Regions from separate parts of the Mus musculus genome. Here region 1 is linked to region 2. Evidence: chromatin contacts called from public Hi-C data. All regions are on one chromosome and are shown on one strand. The core of a region is the stretch at or near the end of the contact, and the rest is flanking DNA. Distances in the headings are between cores, read along the strand shown. Region 1 has its middle 20 kb from the start of 1700052H01Rik. Region 2 has its middle 56 kb from the start of Gm40038.

Evidence for each region. A called contact is a pair of places that touch in the nucleus more often than the background predicts.
Region 1: a contact with region 2 is called in a Hi-C map of the N1E-115 cell line, with 2.6 times the contacts expected there. The contact joins two enhancer-like sites. A contact is called at or near these places in 7 of 484 Hi-C or Micro-C datasets (3T3-L1-derived adipocytes, the N1E-115 cell line, the Patski cell line and 4 more), 4 of 115 datasets of contacts at active chromatin or transcription factors (bone marrow-derived macrophages, embryonic fibroblasts, fibro-adipogenic progenitors and 1 more) and 1 of 9 other capture datasets (bone marrow-derived macrophages).

The regions. Positions count from the first base shown.
Region 1 is chr3:41,373,916-41,377,829 of GRCm38.p6, reverse strand. No RefSeq gene overlaps it. Among named protein-coding and RNA genes, the nearest start is that of 1700052H01Rik, 20 kb to the right of the region's middle. Within about 2 kb of position 2,384, at least 60 of the 459 cell types and tissues checked have an H3K27ac peak or open chromatin away from gene starts, as enhancers often do. A contact at or near this core is called in the N1E-115 cell line and embryonic fibroblasts, where this site is marked.
Region 2 is chr3:41,227,280-41,231,239 of GRCm38.p6, reverse strand. No RefSeq gene overlaps it. Among named protein-coding and RNA genes, the nearest start is that of Gm40038, 56 kb to the right of the region's middle. Within about 2 kb of position 2,534, at least 65 of the 459 cell types and tissues checked have an H3K27ac peak or open chromatin away from gene starts, as enhancers often do. A contact at or near this core is called in the N1E-115 cell line and embryonic fibroblasts, where this site is marked.

The DNA of each region.
Region 1 (3,914 bases), core at 1,135-3,634, 150 kb before region 2:
TCATAGGATCTTGGGAGATGGTATGGCTCTCCCATAGCAGCTGTCCCCATACCATCAAAAACATGCAAGCTTTTCCTGGTGAAACATGAACCTATTACCCCAGATAGATTAACCAAGGTACCAATTGCATCCATAGCCAACTTAGCATGTGTGAAGAGTTGCTTTTAGGATCATGGATGACCCAAAGCCAGCTTCATTCCCAGAAAGTCCTGCCCTTCATGGATGATGGCCTCAGAGAAGCAGCATCATGAAGCAGTGCTTTTCAGTTTTTCACTAACTGATCTCTCAAGATCAATTGTAGCTGAGAGGAGAGGGGACAGAGGAAAGGCCAGAATCTCTCCTCCTTCTACCAGGAAGTGTCAGTAGTTCTGTTACCATTACCATAGACCTAGCTGTCCCTGTAATATGCTGCTCAATCAGTTGCCATGGCTACTGGGCCAAGAAAATATCTACTCCAAAGTGGCACGGGATGATCGTGTTATACCCAGAGAAAAGGCCATTCTACAACCGAGAAAGAGGCAGAGTGGAGAACAGTGTTGGCTAATAGCAAGCAAGAGGCAGGGTTGTGATGGACATGTCAGGCATGATAGGCTGTTGATGAGGGACCTCTCAGTTCTCCTGGCCTCACACAGAGCTGAAGGAGGGCCTGTACGTGCAGCATTCCCTCAGAACACCAGAAATTATGACCTCATTGAGTAAGTAGCTGGAACCAAAAGCACTTCCTGCTGTGTGCCTTTTTCCTTCAGGCAGACCATGACCATCCCGTTGCATCACAGAGCAGAGATAACACTGGCCTTGTAGTCATGGCAACACAATAAGCTGAACAATACAGTGACAGCTAGGTCTAGGGATACTGGGAGAAGTAACACTCCCCAGTAGAAAGGGAAGGTGGATCACTGGTCCCTCACCTGGGATTCGCCCATCACTCACTCCCTGCTGCCCTCTAGCTGCATGGGGTCCTGAAGTGTGCTTAATGTAGAAAACTGGCTGGAGGAAGCTCCATGAAGCTGCTATGGTGGGTTTCTACCCCTGCTGAGGTGGGGCTGTTCTGTGATGTTTGAGTTACCCTTGCTGCTCCAAGTAAACCCCAATACACTCATCAGTTCAGCACAGTGGACCTGAGTAGAATCTTTTCTTTGGTTTGACATTGGTTTTCTGCCCAGGGTGAGTAGATAACTGTTCATATCTCCCTAGGAAAAGTAATAGAACATCTCCAAATGGGGATGTACTTCGGTCCAAAATGTAGTTCTATGGAAGAGAGAAAGAAGGTTGACAAAAGAGAGGGAACGGGTTAGGTATGTGTGTCCCCTTGCCCTCCCTGAGCTTTCCTGGGAGTATCACCCCCTGAGCTCAGTTTAGGTTTTAAGGCCATTCAGCCCAGGAGAATTTAGTATCACACCAACAAGAACTATAAACATATTTCTGATATGACTCTTTAGAGCAAGAACATGAACGTGGTATCAGCAGACACTAGTCAGCTGATATAGGGCATCATGTAGGCCCCAAACACCTTTGTGTCAGGAGGATGAGGGCAAACAGGACAGAAGCAGGAAGGAAATGCTCATGAACACCTACACTAACACACACCCATACTCTCTCTCTCACACACACATACACACACACACACACACACACACACACACTCTCTCTCATACACACACACATACACTCACACAAACACATAAATTCACACTCACACATATACACATAGACACACACAAACTCACACTCACACATATACACACTCTCACACACACTCATACACACAGGATACCATGGTTACAGGTGCTTACATACCATATCTCATGTGTCTACCAAACCCCTGCTGCTTCACTCGGAGTCCAGCTCCACGAATGACAGCTCATGGGAAGAGAGGGGCCATGGTACCCTCTGCACCCCCGAGATAGTAAGGCCTGTCCTAAGCCACCAATGAGGAAAGCCACTGGGTTAAGACCAAACAACAGAGACCTGACCTAAAGTGCTTTGTAGCCCAGCTGCTCCACATCTAACTGGGAAGCTTAGAGGGTTCCTGACTCACCAGAGAGCCAGGCCAGTTCCATGCTTGGTTTTGACCTGAGGGACTGGTTCCCACCCTTTCCATGAGAGCCTGGCTTGAAACCAGAGGCCCCAGGATTAGCTTTCCTTTGGAGTTTTGGAGTTGCTGAGTCAGAGCAGATTTTCCTATCTGTACCCCTCTGACTCTGTGTGTGTGTGTGTGTGTGTGTGTGTGTGTGTGTGTGTGTGTTGCTCTCCACCTTATTTATTGAAACAGGTTCTCATACTAAACTTGAAGCTCACTGATTCCGTTGGACTGTCTAACCTCTGCCTCTCCCCACCACAGTGATTGCAGCTGTGTGCTGCCATGCTCAGATCTTTACTTGGGTGCTTGGACCAAACCCAGCTCTTCATGCTTACACAGCAAACACTTTACCAACTGAGTCACTTCCCCTGCCAATGTGACTTTCTCCCAAGGAAGAGCCATTAAGGACTTCCTTATCATGAAATACAATGACCCTGCTGATTTTTCATGGACAAGGTGACATTCCTTCCCAACCTTCAACTTTCTGTTTCCTTCAAGGTGGTGAGTCTGTTCTTTCCCAGAACCTAAGTGGCTGAGTTCTCCAGCAAGCTGCCACAGAGGGCCAGCCCACCTGCCTGTGGCTCTGGCTGCTCGCCAAGCTGACCGACATCCAGATGTTGGATGTCTACCTCTGATCCTTCTGCTTGATTCCATCCATCCCAGATTTCCCAAGTGCAAACTGTCTTGAGTCCGAGTCTGTGGTTCACACAGTTCTAAACGCAGTGTCTTCCGTGGCTGAGGGCACGATGTTAGCTAAATGACATCGGCTGAATGAATGGGTGGACGAATGTGTGAATCAGGCTCAGGATACAGCAGGTATTTGGTGACTTGCTGATGTGATCTGAGCCCTCGTTAGGTGAGTCAGAAGATGGGAGCGGTACCACAGGGACATGGGTCACAGGGGTGTTGTGAGGGATGAGGGCGAATGAGGAAGGAATGAGTGAATCTCTCAAACTGCTGTGGAAAGCCTCTCCAGTCACCGTCTTCACCCAAGGTTGCCTCCCAAGAGGAAACATGTAGGTTCGCAGGGGAGTCCTCCAACAGAAACTGACAGCCTGAGTGTGTTAGCCGCTGGGGGAGCTATTATTGTCTCTCACTCCTGTCTTCTCTTTTCAAATATCTCTCCTTAGTGAAATGGAATGGGAAGGAGCAGCCTTTCTGTGGGTGATACATTCAGGGAGACCCACCTCTGCCTGTGGCTGCGTGTCCTTTCCCAAGATCTCTTATCCCAATGCCACAGTGCCAGGAAGTGTCCTCTGCTGGGCACCTGCAGCGTATTCTGTTACAGGATCTTCTCAGACCCCTCAAAGGCAGACACCACGTCACAGAGGAAATGGCGTGGGGGCGGGGGGGAGGTCTCAGGAAAGTTGAGGGACCTGACTCTAAGCAGGAAAGAGCTGGGCTTCTCGAAGATGTTGGAACACCACTGTGACCTATGTCCCTGTGAAGCGTCTCACATTCTGACTCACCTAGAGAGGGCTCAGATCATATCTGCAAGTGCCTGCTATATCCTGAGCCTTGTGGGGAATACATGTTTAAAAGAAAATGAAGCCCATGATCTTAAGGGGCTCATAAAGAAAGCCCCAGAGAAGACACTGAGGCCTACAAGGCGGAGAGGCTTCCTAGGGCAAAAGGTTTTACATACGCAAACTGTACCAGTTCAGCATTTCATGGCCCTGCCCTTGAAGATGATCCCAGCTGCAGGGGTTTTGACTGCACAGTGTTTCAGATTTAGTTATCAGACTTGGCTGTCTTTCTAACGCTCATACTATACATATAATTTCCATTCAAATTCAAAATCTTTCCGATTATTGTGTGAATGCAATGTTATTCA
Region 2 (3,960 bases), core at 1,285-3,784:
GACAAGTAGCTGAGGAGAAGAGAGCACTTCCCAGTCCTGGGGTGCAAGTGGAAAAGACCAAACACTAACACTCTGTCTGTGGGGCCTGCCTTGCTTTGCCAGAGTCCCTCGGCATGACAAGGAGATGCCTGGAGGAAAGCAGAGCAGGGCCATGAGGCCATAGCATCTCTCTGGCCTGTGTCTACCATGAACTGTGTGCCCCTGCTCCAGATGGCTTGGCTCTACCAGCCAGGGCTGTGGCCAACTCACTGGGCAACAACCAATGCACTGATTGCCATATTCACCATGGGCACCGAGCAGTAGTATTCGACCTGTCTCTTAAACAAAGTATTAAGTGTCACTGAGGAAGATTTGCTTATTACACAGAGACTGGTATCTAATCTCTCCCAACCCAAACAAACACATGTTGTGCAAAGTTACATGCCACCACAGTTAAAACAGAGGTTCTGCACTTCAGCTGTCTGGAATCATTGAAGACTAGATGATTGTGGATGACTGAATTTCCACAAACATGGAGAGTTAAGAGTTCAAGCCTCAGGCCAGGCAGTGGTGGCACATGCCTTTAATCCCAGCACTTGGGAGGCAGAGGCAGGAGTATTCCTGAGTTCGAGGCCAGCGTGGTCTACAAAGTGAGTTCCAGGACAGCCAGGGCTACACAGAGAAACCCTGTCTCAAAAAACCAAAAAAGGAAAAAAAAAAAAAAGTTCAACCCTCTGGGCTGTGCAAAGGTGGTTCAGTGACTAAGAATAGTTGCTGCTCTTGCAGAGGACCAACATTTGGGTCCCAGCATCCACGCAGCAGCTTACAAATACCTGTAACTCCAGTTACAGGGTATCCAATACCCTCTTCTAGCCTCCAAGAGCACATTGATACATGTAATGCACATACAAACAAGCAGGCACACACAGATAGATAGATAGATAGATAGATAGATAGATAGATAGATAGATAGATAGATAGATAGATAGAGATGATAGATAGATAGATAGATAGATAGATAGATAGATAGATAGATAGATAGATAGATAGATAGATAGATAGATATAGATGATAGATAGATAGATAGATAGATAGATAGATAGATAGATAGATAGATAGATAGATAGATAGATAGATAGATGGATGGATGGATGGATGGATGGATGGATGGATGGATGGATGGATGGATAGATAGATAGATAGATAGATAGATAGATAGATAGATAGATAGATAGATAGACAGACAGATATTTAAAGAGTTCAACTGTCCTCAAGTCTGAGAAACCCGTCAGAGAATGATAGCAGGGTGCCCACCATTGCTGAGCCTGGGAGAACATTATCACTCTCAGTAATTTGCCAGTGTCTTCAACATTCCTCCTGAGAAGAAGGGCAGCTCTTTCTGAAGGTGATGATGCTTGGGCAGCATTCCTCTGGTGGCCTGGCTCCAAAGCTCTCTACAGACAGATGTGTAGTGTGCCAGTTCATTCTCCTCTTCCTCCTTGCCCTGACCATCAACTGGAAATCTTGAGTGTGTAGTCATTGAGTAACAGCTTCATAGATCAGACACTGAAACGCTGTATACAGGAAACACAAACCATGTGGCCGTGTTCCTGGACTGAGGACAGATTGTTGAGGTCACAAGGCTGAAGAAATGAGCCAATGAGAAGATGCTGGGTCAAAGCCAAGTCAAGTGGGATCCCACAATGATGGACACAGAGTCCTAGCCTCTGTAATGGATAAGGTGGACATAGGAAGTCCCTGAGTTGGCCCTAGGTCCTAGGTGCTGTGGCCTGCCATGGGACACTAGTTATCCATAACAGTCTTGCCCCTGAATCACGTTCAAAACCCTGTCAGCAGGCCACCTCAGTGTGTCCCAGCAATTGCTCTCCAAATATTCAGGCAGGATACATGAAGAAGGGTGGGTCCCAGAGACCTAGACGCTGACCTGTCTACCCAGCCTTGACGCTCCCTCGTGTATGTCAGCAAATGCTTTTCGTGTCAGGCATCTGATACTTAGCATGGCAGGTTATACTGTCACTCATTCCTGCAGGGTTTGACGCTGTCTCAACATCTATTTGCTCTGCAGAATATTTTTAGCAGGAGATTGGGAGAAGGGTTGCTGAGAGAGTCGGTGGGGAAGAAAAAAAGCTGTCCTGATGTAGGCTGTGTCACATTCTCAATGCTGAGCTAAGTGCCTTGAACACATACATGTTCAAAGCGCAATTGCTAATAATGCAATTCCCACCTCCCCATGTTTATAAAAAGGAAGGACAGGAATTGAAAATAAGGCTCAGGGGATCCCTGGCAACTGCAGATCTTCCTTCCTCCCTCCAGGAGAAAGCCAGGGAACACCTAAGTGGTCTTAGAAAGATATGGCACAGAACAGGGGATTTCAAGGGGAAAAAAAAAGAAACCCTTTTCAAATACGTTTCAAACAGTCAACGCGCCTGTTTCCGGAACTCTCCAGAAGAACTGAGAGCTGAGAATGCTATGCCTCCCCCACCTCCACCCTCTAAACTGGCTTTCAGGTGACGCAATGACAAGACCTCTGCGGTGAGCTGTCTGGAGGGACACAGCCAGTCATCAGAGCAGGGGTGCTGCCATCTCTTGGATGTTCATGGCCAGAGCAAGACTCTGTCCCAGAAAGGATGGATTTCAGTGATAATATGAAATGTTACCGGGCAATCTGTTCTGAAATAATTGCTCTGCATGTTGGCCTTCTTTTCCTTTTTAGAATTTCAAAGGCATGGCAGGCGGAAAGCAGAGGCAGCCTGAGGGGCACCTAAATGACTAAATCCAGCCCACCACAAACCTAACTGCACAAAAGCTCTTCTCAATTAGTGGAATGCAATTAATGGTATTGTCGAAACACTCCTGTCACTTCAATCCAGTGCTATTTAGAGCTTCAATTTAGAACTGTGTGCAGATTTTAGGATGTGCAGTTTCTTAGCCACTGTGAGCAGTAACACCTAATCCCCGAGATTCACCTAAGTTTCAACATAGAGAGTAATGGCAGCCTTCTTTCCCATCCTTACACACACAGACACACATCCACTCACACACATGCACTCAGACATACACATACACACACAATCTTATATACACATTTTGGGGTACATACACATAGGCTCAATTTTACTCTCATACAGATACATACAGGCACATATACACAGAGGCTCATACACACAAAGATATATATTTTCTTTCTCTCTCTCTCTCTCTCTCTCATATATATATATACATACACACATATACATATATACATATATATGCAGAAGCACACACAGATGTTCACACATATATACATACACATATACCCAAGCATACATGCACACAGGGCTCATGTATTCATTCAAATATATAAATATATATATATATATATATATATATATATATACACACACACACACATATCCTCTCTTTCTTTAATACACACACACACAGAGGCTCATATACACACTAACATGCATGTATACACCCACACAGGCACACATAAATACAGTCTCCTGTACTCATTCACTGGAGAGCATCCCAGCTCAGCCATCACAACATCCCCCTCCCCAGTGGAAAACTGGATGTGTCCACATTGGAAATATCTAGGGTGTTCTGAAGTAGGATACAAATTCCAAGGCTTTCATTGCATGATGGTCCTTTTGAAATATTTATATTGATTGGCCCAGTTCCTGAGAGGAAATAGGTGTTTCTCTGATTCTCCCAAGTATAGGTCATTTTAGCTGTTGGCTTGTCATATATTTTTTTTAATCTCCACATTTCCCTGCAGATGTGAAAGGAAGATTTAAACAGCAATGTTAGCTGCTTTGGGCTAGATTTTCAAAGCTACGCCAGGGGAGGTGAAAGCACAAATCCTGTTATTGTTACAGGATTAATGCACAGAAGTCCCAGAATACCACTTTGGAAATGTAGCCTAGGAATATTATTTTAATATACTGTGTGTTATTTTTAGACCCAGCTATAGTCCAA